Linked DNA regions of Mus musculus: all the other regions are linked to region 2. Evidence: chromatin contacts called from public promoter capture Hi-C data. All regions are on one chromosome and are shown on one strand. Each heading gives the region's core, a stretch centred on a gene start, on an enhancer-like site or on the middle of the called end of the contact. The rest is flanking DNA. Distances are from core to core; before and after follow the strand shown. Region 1 holds the start of Asic1 (acid-sensing (proton-gated) ion channel 1). Region 2 holds the start of Slc4a8 (solute carrier family 4 (anion exchanger), member 8). Region 3 holds the start of Smarcd1 (SWI/SNF related, matrix associated, actin dependent regulator of chromatin, subfamily d, member 1).

What was found. Promoter capture Hi-C pulls out the DNA fragments that hold promoters and counts their contacts.
Region 1: a promoter capture Hi-C map of liver shows a contact between it and region 2, with 3 times the contacts expected there. The contact joins the promoter of Asic1 here to the promoter of Slc4a8 in region 2. A contact is called at or near these places in 6 of 39 promoter capture datasets (embryonic stem cells, hematopoietic stem and progenitor cells, hippocampal neurons and 2 more).
Region 3: a contact with region 2 is called in a promoter capture Hi-C map of pre-B cells, with 4 times the contacts expected there. The contact joins the promoter of Smarcd1 here to the promoter of Slc4a8 in region 2. A contact is called at or near these places in 2 of 39 promoter capture datasets (liver and pre-B cells) and 1 of 484 Hi-C or Micro-C datasets (embryonic stem cells).

What each region holds. Positions count from the first base shown.
Region 1 is chr15:99,668,802-99,672,639 of GRCm38.p6, forward strand. It overlaps Asic1 (acid-sensing (proton-gated) ion channel 1), which reads left to right and starts at 1,576. Exons shown (of 12, transcript NM_009597.2): 1 at 1,576-2,093; 2 at 2,983-3,360. The coding sequence starts at 2,999. Gm34880 (a long non-coding RNA gene) reads right to left here and starts at 1,055. Exons shown (of 4, transcript XR_875662.3): 1 at 607-1,055.
Region 2 is chr15:100,759,639-100,763,019 of GRCm38.p6, forward strand. Slc4a8 (solute carrier family 4 (anion exchanger), member 8) reads left to right here and starts at 2,109. Exons shown (of 25, transcript NM_021530.2): 1 at 2,109-2,336. The coding sequence starts at 2,292. Gm52175 (a long non-coding RNA gene) reads right to left here. Exons shown (of 3, transcript XR_003951485.1): 3 at 3,051-3,288.
Region 3 is chr15:99,700,246-99,703,938 of GRCm38.p6, forward strand. Smarcd1 (SWI/SNF related, matrix associated, actin dependent regulator of chromatin, subfamily d, member 1) reads left to right here and starts at 2,042. Exons shown (of 13, transcript NM_031842.2): 1 at 2,042-2,253; 2 at 2,861-3,048; 3 at 3,346-3,388; 4 at 3,493-3,615. The coding sequence starts at 2,077. Asic1 (acid-sensing (proton-gated) ion channel 1) reads left to right here. Exons shown (of 12, transcript NM_009597.2): 12 at 1-885. It overlaps Gm34939 (predicted gene, 34939), which reads right to left and starts at 3,559. Exons shown (of 3, transcript NR_168656.1): 1 at 3,381-3,559; 2 at 2,997-3,257; 3 at 1,162-2,545.

The DNA of each region.
Region 1 (3,838 bases), core at 326-2,825, 1.1 Mb before region 2:
TTCCTTCCCTCCACCCACGCTGCTCCCTGCTCCCTCGGTAACATCCCAGGTGATTGAAGCAATTTGCAGCCATTAGAAGAGGCTCCACGTGTCGCTCAGCTTGTGGGGTTTGCAAAGATGTTACAGATGTTCCAAGATGGTCCTCCCCTCCCCCGAGGACATTGGAGAGCCTGGAACCAGACTAGACCCAGGGCTAGAATCATCACTTAAACCCCGTTTGCGACCCTCCTAGAGTAATTCCTAGTTTCACAGGCCGCCTCCCCCATTGCCCTTTAAGTGGAGTTTAAGTATCCGAGAGAGTGCTGTCACCTGGTGGCTGCCCAGGGGCATGGCAGCCCACCAGCAGCGCTTGTGCCGTTGGACAGCTCCCCAGCCGGAAGGCGAGATACTATCTTTATTTTGGCAGCTTGGCGCTCTGGGTCCTGCTGAATGGACCTCAATCTCTCACCAGACCTAAACCCCTATCCCTGGAGAGACATCTTCACTGGTTTCTAGGGTACCTCTTACTCCCAACCCCTCACAAATTCTCATCAGCTTCTTCCCTCTATGTCAGGTTCATTCCTCAAACTCAAACCCAGAACCATGTCCCTGAGACCTGCTTCTCACCTTCCTTCTCTCAGAGCTTCACCAGCCTGTAAGTGGAGCAAAGGAGCTGCAATGGATATAATTCTGATCTTGCATCACACACACACACACACACACACACACACACACACACACCACACCATCATCTGACACCATCAGACCTCAACAGCCTCTGTGTTAAGAGCTCCTAATGAGCATCAGCAAATTAACAACTTCCCCTTGATTGCTCCTTCTCTGCTAATTGGATAGGGAGGGCCCCCCCCCCAAGGCCTCGGAGAAAGAAAGAGGGAGGGAAGGAGAGAGGTGACAGCTACAGGAGCAGCCTCCAGGTTTCAGGACTCAGATTTCTGGTCCATCCCAGAACACACTCCTCCTTGCAGCCTTCATTTTGTATCTTTTTCTTTTTCCCTACTTCTGCCCCATCTGCCCTCACTTCTGGCCATGTCTCTTTTCTTCTCTCTGTTCCTCTCTGCTTTATAGATCTGCCAATGAGGCACTTGCACACGGGCTGCTTAAGAAATCCACTGATATACAAATGGGGTCTGGGTGGCCAAGGGTATTTATATATGTGCATGTGTGTGGGTCACATGAAGGTGGGAAGCAGGAATAAGAGCAGGTGAGTGAATGTGTACAAACAGGTAAGTGCTCGTGTGAGGGTCAGGCTTCAGGGATGTGTAGGTGTATGTGATGTGTGGATGGCTGAGTGGCAAGGTAAGACTCCGGTCTGAATGTGCCTGTATCTCCACACAGGCAAATGCTTGAATCAGTCAAGTGTGACTGTGACTCGGAGTGTGTGTGTGTGTGTGTGTGTGTGTGTGTACACGTGTGCATGTGCCATCAGAGGAAGCAGCAGCAGCAAGAAGCAGGAGCTTCGATCCGAAGGAGACAACGTGGGGAGGGGGACGCTGGGGGCAGACACCCTCCTTCCTGCGCGCACACGTGCGCGTGCACACACACACACCCCATAGTCACACACGCACACACACGCGCACACACACACAAGCCACAGGGCCTCGCAAGCAGAGAGCGGAGCCGGCTCCGGGATCCGAACGAGGCAGCTCTGCTGAGAGCGGCGGGAGGAGGCGAGCCAGCGGGGGGAGCCCTCGGTTCCGCTCCCGGGCCGGGGGCCCCCCGCGCACACCGGCCCAGAGACACCCTCGCAGACACTCGTAGGCGCGCACGCGCACCCTTTCCCCTCCTCCTCCCCTCCCGCCGCCTCCCGGCCGGACGATGGATCCCTGCAGATCCCGGGGCTGAGAGCACCGCGCAGCGCCAGCGCGCCGAGCCCCGGGCGGACCAAGCCGAGCGAGCAAGCGCGCGCGGGCGGCGGACCGAGCTGAGCCGAGCTGGCCGAGCGGGCCGCTCCCTGCAGGGCTCTACGCGGGTGCCGCGGCAGCCGGCGGCTCGGGCTCCGGGCCATGAGCCCCTCCGCCGCGCGGCGCTGAGCCCACGGACCGCCTCGCGCCCCAGGACCTGCAGCGGCGGCCGGCTTTCCCCAGCCCCCTCAGGTGGGTTTCCGACCCCGCTGCCTTGGGCCCCGGGCTTCCTGGTGCCCCAAAGCCGAGACTCTCCTCCACTGTAGCTTTCTCCAGCTTCTGGGGAGGCTCGGCGGATGGGGAGGGGGCGGGGGGCCGAGCCGGGAATATGACTGCGACGAGAAGCTGGACTGGAGGGGGTGCGTTCGGGGCGGGGATAACTGGCTGTCATAGGGAACCGCGCCCCCCCCCCCCATTCCTACATCCACCTCAGGCAGCCTACCATCCTCTCCCAAACACACACACACACACACACACACACACACACACACACATACACACACAGCCTGCGCCTATGCCTGTGCTTGTTTGAGAACTGGAGACACAGAAGGTGAGGATACAGGCAGGGCCCCTCCCCAGATGTGCCCACCTCCGGAGAGGTGGCCCTGGTTTAGCTCCTGAGGTGACAGCCTGTTCCTGGGGATACCCTTGATCAAGAGAAGAGCCCCTGACCCCTGGTTCAGCCCATTATGGGGAGTTTGATCTTGGCTGGGGTAGATATTCCTGTCCCAGAGTGACCTCACATCTGGAGGGAACTCCCATGCCTGCCTGTGGGTGCATCAGGGACTTCCCTCCTTCACTCTAGTGGCTGTATCTGGGGTCCCCCATAGTCTGGGAAGCTTGCAGACCATTCTCTCGACCCGAGCTGACCCCCCCCTCCAAGCCTCTATGTTTTAATGACTGTCATCTTGGATGGTCCCTCGTTCAAGCCACCTTTGGAGCCTGCATGTCAGGGAAGTCTTCCCTTGGACAAGCAGTGACCTCCGGTTAAGGATTTTGAATGGACATAATTGGAGGGGCCCTATATGCGCCTTCATCTCAGGACAATGACAGAGTCTTGTCTCCTCTTTCCTCCCTCTAGGATCCCCTTGGCAAGCATGGAACTGAAGACCGAGGAGGAGGAGGTGGGTGGTGTCCAGCCGGTGAGCATCCAGGCTTTTGCCAGCAGCTCCACGCTGCACGGTCTTGCCCACATCTTCTCCTATGAGCGGCTGTCTCTGAAGCGGGCACTGTGGGCCCTGTGTTTCCTGGGTTCGCTGGCCGTCCTGCTGTGTGTGTGCACTGAGCGTGTGCAGTACTACTTCTGCTACCACCACGTCACCAAGCTCGACGAGGTGGCTGCCTCCCAGCTCACCTTCCCTGCCGTCACTCTCTGCAACCTCAATGAGTTTCGCTTTAGCCAAGTCTCCAAGAATGACCTGTACCATGCTGGGGAACTGCTGGCCCTGCTCAACAACAGGTGGGCAGCTCCCATCCACCCCTCCGCATGACTTGTGGAGTAACACCGTCCTTAGCCCACCAAAAGTCAAACAGCTCTGCCCTCTAGCATTCCTTTAAACCTGCCGCTCAAGGCGGAGGGGCTGAGATCATGCCAGTACCAGTTACCTACACACAATCTCTGATTCCAGCTTAGGTCAAAACAGCTCTGTCCCCACCCAGCCTGAGCTAGGAGATGTTAGCTCTTTCCCCAGAGAGCATCACCTACCTCCTGGTACTATCCTCCTTGCCTCACTTAGGGAATGGGACGGACCACCTTTTTTTTTTTTTTTTTTTTTTTTCCTTTTTTTTTTTGAGACAGGGTTTCTCTGTATAGCCCTGGCTGTCCTGGAACTCACTTTGTAGACCAGGCTTGCCTCAAACTCAGAAATCTGCTGCCTCTGCCTCCCGAATGCTGGGATTAAAGGCGTGCGCCACTACCCCTGGCTAGGACGGACCAC
Region 2 (3,381 bases), core at 859-3,358:
GATGAGTGGTGTCACCTGCTGAGCCATTTCGCTGAACCTCAATACATGTATAAATAGATTGAAATAAACATACATATATTTGCAATCTTCTAGATGCCTAGCAACCTCTGAAGCTATGTGGAGTACAAAGGCATAGAAAGAAAAAACGTTGTGAGATGATAACCAGGCAAGGTTCCTTTTATAGATGATCAAAAATAATGATGTGAGTGATGGCTGGAGAGATGGCTCTGGGGTTATGAGCACTGACTGCTCTTCCAGAGGTCCTGAGTTCAAATCCAAGCAACCACACGGTGGCTCACAACCACCTGTAATGGGATCTGATGCCCTCTTCTGGTGTGTGTCTGAAGACAGCGACAGTGTAATCACATACTTAAATCTTATTTAAAAAATGATGTGCATGCATGCACATGCGTGTGTGAGTGTGTACATGTGCACATTTATGTGTGTACTCATGTATAAGTATGCATGTGGAGGCCAGAGTTTGATGGCAGACACCTTCCTCAATAGCTCTCCACTATTGTTGTTGTTGTTGTTGTTGTTGTTGTTGTTGTTGTGTTGTTTCAAGACAGGGTTTCTCTGTGTAGCCCTGGCTGTCCTGGAACTCACTTTGTAGACCAGGCTGCCTCAAACTCAGAAACCCGCCTGTCTCTGCCTCCCAAGTGCTGGGATTAAAGGTGTGTGCCACCACTGCGAGGCTATTTTTTTTTTTTTCTAATGTGCATTGGTGTTCTGCCTGCATCTATGTCTGTGTGCTACATTTATTTCTTGCACCTGAGGAGCTCAGAAGAGATGAAAAAATTCCCTGGGACTGGCATTCTGGATGGTTATGAGCCTCCATGGAGGACCCGGAACCCAACCCAGGTCCTCTAGAACAGCAACAAGTTCCCTTAGCTGCTGAGCTGTCTCTCCAGCACTCTCTGACAGAATCTCCCACCAAGTCTGCAGCTCATCATGGATTGGTTGAGACTGAGGCTGGCTGGCAAGCTCCGGGGACTCTGCCGTCTCTACCTTCCCCAGCACTGAGATCACAAGCTTTTGCCTCCAGACCCAGTTTTCCTAGGTGCTGCGGATTGAACTCTGCTCCTCACACTTATATGGTAAGAACTTTTTAGACCGAGCCATTTCCCCAGCTCCAGAGACATTAAGGCCCAATCTTGTTTCTTATTTTGATTACAGTGTGTACTGATGATATGTGGAGATTGAAAAAAAATATTTTTGTGTGAGATAAGGTCTAACCAGGAAGTCTAGGCAGGCTTGAACTTGCTGCTATCCTGCCTCAGCCTCCTGAGGGCTAGATGAGCCTGCACCACCATAAGGGTTGAACTTTGACATGTACTGGGTCATGCTCCTTTCTGCAGTTTTGGCAGAGGCTGAGATTGATTGCCACGATCCCTTTCCCCTCAATGGCTTGGACTCACCTCCACTCTCAGGAGACAGAAGACAAAGGCCCCTTTCTTTCTCTCAAGCTACGGATGGTTAACCTACTCTGTTTCCTTTTAAACTCAGATCAAGTCGAATGCCTTACTCCTCACTTTCCAACCTCGCCTCAGATCGGTTAGTTCCGCTGCTGAACAATAATTCGTCTTACAGTATGTCTTTTGGACACGTTGAAATCACCCTCAGCTCAACCCCCACTGTCTGCTGTCAGTCTTAGACTGGGGAGACCCGAGTCTCAGCCTCTTTGACTGCTTCCTGTCTGCTGCTCTCTAACGCTCTTCAATCTGGCCACTAACTCAAGGGTTAAAAGTAATTTTAGAAGGCTCTCTCTTCTCATTACTTCCTCCTGCCATCTTGGTTTCGGAGGGAAATTTTCTATTAATTTAAAACCCATCTTCCGAGGAATAAAATCAGAACAGGTAAACCTGACACTTTCCCAAGAGTCAGGTGCAGCTGCAAACAGAGGCAGGGATTTTCAGTTCCTAGCAAGCAGTAGGAAGGACCTCGGAGCCCGGAGGCCCCCTAAGGGGGGAGGCGGTTTCTAAGGCAACCGGCGCGGGGAGGGGGTTGGCTCTCTGGCGCCCTCCTCCCTTCTTCCTGGTAGCCCAGGGTACCGCCGGACAGCGTCCTCCCGTGCTCCGCGCGCTGATTGGCTGCTCGGGGCGCCCTCTGATTGGCTGCTGCGGGCGCCTCGCGGGCTGATGGCTATGAAGGTGGCGCCGGTTGATGGTTGACCGATCCTTGGATCCAGGGTAGGGGTCGCTGCGCGTGCGATCGTCTCACACTGGACTACAGGGCGCGGACTGCTGCAGCTCAACCTGGAACCTACCGGCGAGACCAGGCTCCGCCCGGCCATGCCCGCCGGGAGCAACGAGCCGGACGGCGTCCTCAGCTATCAGGTGGGCCCCGCCTCCCGCTCCTCCCCGGCTCAGCCTCGGTGTTCTGCCCACCGCCCCGCTCCTGCCCCAGCCGGGGTTCCAGGCGTGTCCCCGAGGGCAGGGGGGAGGCCCGCACGGGACGCCAGGGGGCGCTCCGGGTGGCCGGGGAGGGTGACCTTGGGCCGAGCCCGGAGCCGCCGGCACTGCAGCATCCCCTGCGTCGCCGGCTGCCCGGTGTCCCGGAGCAGTGACCTCTGTCCGCGGGTCCCGGTTGGCGGCCCACACCGGCTTCTGGCCTTGCCTAGTTATGCTGTAGGTGGACGAGAGGGAATCCAGGGACCTTGCGCGGGTCTTTGTGTTTTGACTCTGTTTCCTCAGTGACTCAGAGGAAACCTTGCAAAGACCGGGAGGCTGGGAACAGCCCTGAGAATGTAGCCGGCTTTGTGGATCCCTCCGTGCTGCCCAGACAGCTGACAAGTTCTGGGTATGGATGCACATGAACCAGGGGAGCCGTGAGGTGTCAACAGCGCCGACACCACCAGCCTTACCTAGAACAACAGGGGCGGCTAATGTTAGGAAGCATTGGACTAGGTGTGAAGGGTCAGTGGGTACAGGTTCCAACCTGCTTCTCATAGGCTTCGCGATCTGAGTAAGCTACCTGTCTCTTGGAACCTCGGTTTCCCCATCTATTAAAATGGAAATATGTGTACGGTTTACTTCACAAGGCTGTTTTAAGGACTCCGTGAAACACAGTTTATTGTGTGATATCCAGTGAGTAGTAGCTTTTTGAATTCTCACACCGGCTTTCTTGTGAAACCCGATCAGGTGTGGTTACTGCTGTGCCAAGAGGGTTTGAAGGAGGGAAGGGAGCTGAGCCGGAGACTAGTACCGAAGCAGGAAGGGTGGCGGGTCTTGGAAGCAAATGCCATGTTGACATCAGGAGTGGGTTCTGGGAGGAGGCATGGAGAACTTCCTGCATGTGGTGAATGAAGTGGGCATGACACACCCTGCCCCTCTTCCCGGCAAGTAGCCTTTGCTTGCCAGTCACAAAAATAGATCTAAGATC
Region 3 (3,693 bases), core at 792-3,291, 1.1 Mb before region 2:
GTGTACACACATCCCTCTGAGAAGCACAAGGAGATGACACGCGCATTGTAACCTTCGCACTGTCTCGGTGGCGACATAAAGGAAGCTGTGAATTACAAGCTCTGCCTCTTTCTGGCCTCGCCCTTTGCCCCCACGACCGGGGCACCCTCTGCCCTCCCCACAGCCTTAACATACCCTCTACCTTGCTCCACCTATCCCAGTGCCCTTTGCCTGGCTGACTGTGGCCTCCCTGAGGGAAGTGACTGCTGGAGAGGTAGCTCCTACCCAGGAATGGAGGACACTAAGCGGAGAGAGTTACAGACGGGAGGTGGGGAGGGAGGCTGGGGATTGGTGACTCCCTCTTGCAGCTGGGCGGTGGGTACCCACAGCCAGAAGCCGGAGCCCTGACTCAGTGGCCTTTCTTTCTTCGGGGTGCCCAGGGCCCAGTCCTCACCTTGATGCCCAGGCCCACCGCTTGCATTTTCTGGTGAGTCAGGGCGTGGTCACATGAGGAAAGAGATTGGCCTAGAGCAGAAGTTGAAAGACGTGCTGTTGTGTGTCCCTACCCTAAGGGGGCCACAAGGTGAGGTAGAGGGCCTCCTCAACCAGACACCCTTCCCAGGCCAGCTCTCCAATCTCATTCCTGGCCTTCTCTGTCCCCACTGTCTCTTGGTCTCTAATCCCAAAACAGGACTTATGGGCAGATCACCTGTGTACGTTGGCCTGGAGCCAGAGAGCAAGGCTTTGGCATCTTTGAGACCTCTTGGTTCTCAAGAGTTGTTTAGAGATCAGAACTCCCCAGAAAGAAACAGGGCAAAGCTGAGAAATGTACACTGGCTGGGGGGGCAGCAGGAGGGGCTCTGGGTGACGCATGCCTCTGGTCTAATAAACTGGGTTTCAACCATCTCTTCAGTGTTGGTTTTCTGTTTGTTGTTTGGTTTGTTTTGAGACAGGGTTTCTCTGTGTAGCCCTGGCTGTCCTGGAACGGCTCTGTAGTCCAGGCTGGCCTCGAACTCTCACAGAGATCCTCCTGCCTCCCAAAATGCTGGGATTAAAAGCCTGAGCTGCCATTATCCTGCCCAGTGCTGTTTTTAGTTGCAAACTGTGGGTGTTACCTTTAGAATGGAGCTTGCCTTGAGAGCCACACAACTAGAGTAAGGGAATTTGAGTGGTAGCCCGGTGTGGTGGTTATACCTGTAATTCCAGCAGGTAGGAGATGGAGCAGCTATCTTCCATTACACAGTGAGTTTAACGCTAGATTGGGCTACACCAGACCCTACATACTTGATCAGGTAAACACTGATCCTGCTGGGAAAAGACAGGCTCAGGATTCGTCTGATCACTGGGCAGGGGACCAGCAGTTATCTATGGCAACAAATATCCAGGACTCTTTGGAGAAAAGTCACGGGAAAAAACGCATCAAAATCTTAAGTTAAACGTCTGAGGTGAAGGGTCCCGAGCCTTCTCTGTGTATCCCTGGCTGTCCTGGAACTCACTCTGTAGACCAGGCTGGCCTCGAACTCAGAAATCCGCCTGCCTCTGCCTCCCAAGTGCTGGGATTAAAGGCGTGCGCCACCACGGCCCGGCATGGGTTTTCTCTTGCTGATTTGTCTTTGCCACGACATTGATCTCCTTCGAGTTCTACTTTTCCCGAACGAACAAACAGCACGTTTTCCTCTTTAGTACCCGGAGTCTGAGCAGTAGGAGAACGAAAAGCAAGGCAACCAGAATGCTTTGGAGAGGTAAATGCACTGGGCCAAGGTGAAGCATCACTCCAGCCGCCAGCCGGATGGGCTGGGCTCTCTGCAAGGCTTTTTACCGTCCTCCAACCGCGTGGAGGCGCTCGCTCCCGGCACCTCTTTATCCGCACACCGCTTCTCTATGGTGCTCCCTCCTGGCCCGTGAAGGCGGGAGGGAGTGGTCAGCACGCCTTTCCCGCTAGTCGCCCCCTCTAGCCCGTAGTCTCGCTGCTCCGAGCCGCCTGTGCCCGCCGGCGGGCCGGGCCCACAAACAGCCCAGGCGCTCGGGGGGCGCGCGGGGGGCGGGGGGAGTTCCGGTTCCGGTTCTTTGTGCAGCTGCAGCGGCGGCTCCGGGAAGATGGCGGCCCGGGCGGGTTTCCAGTCTGTGGCTCCGAGCGGCGGCGCGGGAGCCTCAGGAGGAGCGGGCGTGGCGGCTGCTCTGGGCCCGGGCGGAACTCCCGGGCCTCCCGTGCGAATGGGCCCGGCGCCGGGTCAAGGGCTGTACCGCTCTCCGATGCCCGGGGCGGCCTATCCGGTGAGTGGGACAGGAGGAGGGGCGCGCGGGCCGGGGGCGGGGCCGAGCGAGGGCGGAGGACTGACAGGGGTGAGGGAGAAGTGGGAGGGACTCCCTGGGGAGGGGCTCGGGCCGGGAGTGGAGGTGTGTGGGGGGGGAGGAGGTTAGCATCCTTACCTGCTCCTGGCGGCATTGTTTCCATGTGAGGAGTGAGTGTGGAACCAGGGTGGGCGAAGTGGGCCCTGGGATGGTCATGGAATGCAGAGGGGAGTGGGCAGCCCCCGTGTCCCCAGGAATACCCAGGCTGTTATAGCTGCAAATGGAGGTCAGCTTTAGAGGAGACAGTAGCTAGTAAAAAAAGAAATGTAGGGCTGACTAGACATGTCTGGTGAGTCAGATCCAGCATAGACCAGAAAAATTGAGTATAATCTAGTTTTTAGACTATATGCAATGAAATCACTGAAGGTCCAGTGACTGTATTTCAAAGAAGCAAAGGACTGTCTTGTTGTCCCCCCACCCCACCCCCAGCCCTAACCCACTCCTGAAATCCAGGCTGCCACCATTTTTCCTTTCTTGGTGGGGCTAGCAAGGAAAAGTATGACATTTCTGGGTCCTCTCCCTTCTGTAGAGACCAGGTATGCTGCCAGGTAGCCGAATGACACCTCAGGGACCTTCCATGGGACCTCCTGGCTATGGGGGGAACCCTTCAGTCCGACCTGGTCTGGCCCAGTCAGGGATGGACCAGTCCCGCAAGAGACCTGCACCTCAACAGATCCAGCAGGTCCAGCAGCAGGCGGTCCAAAATCGAAATCACAAGTAAGATGACCCCTGGGGGTGAAGGAAAGAAGGGTATGGGGGAGAGGAGGCCTGTGAGGATGCTGGTGGTGGGCATGCAGAACCAGGAAGTCAGCGCTGTGGCACCAAACGGTGCTGCAGGGACTAACAGGGCCTCATGATGCAGTGGAGTTTTGGTGGTCATGGGAGAGGTAGCGTCTTTAAATGGAGAGTCATTTCGTAGGCCTTGGCTGTAACCATAAACAAAGGTGCTCACAACACTGCTCACGTTCTGACTAGTTCCTATCCCAACCTGATCACAGTATTTATTCTGAACAGTGCAAAGAAAAAGAAGATGGCTGACAAAATCCTACCTCAAAGGGTGAGTGCAGCTGCAGAGGTCTCCTTGAAGGGGTAGTGGCTTTGAGAATAGAAGTGGTCAGAACGAGGGCTGCCCCATCCCATCTCTGTCTTTCTGTTCCTAAGATTCGGGAACTGGTCCCAGAATCACAGGCCTACATGGATCTCCTGGCTTTTGAAAGGAAACTGGACCAGACTATTATGAGGAAGCGGCTAGATATCCAGGAGGCCTTGAAACGTCCCATCAAGGTAACAGGACAGTACCAGGCTGAGGGTCAAGGGAGGGGCCCAGGTCTCTCTCCAGCTCAGGATGGAAAAATCAAAGGC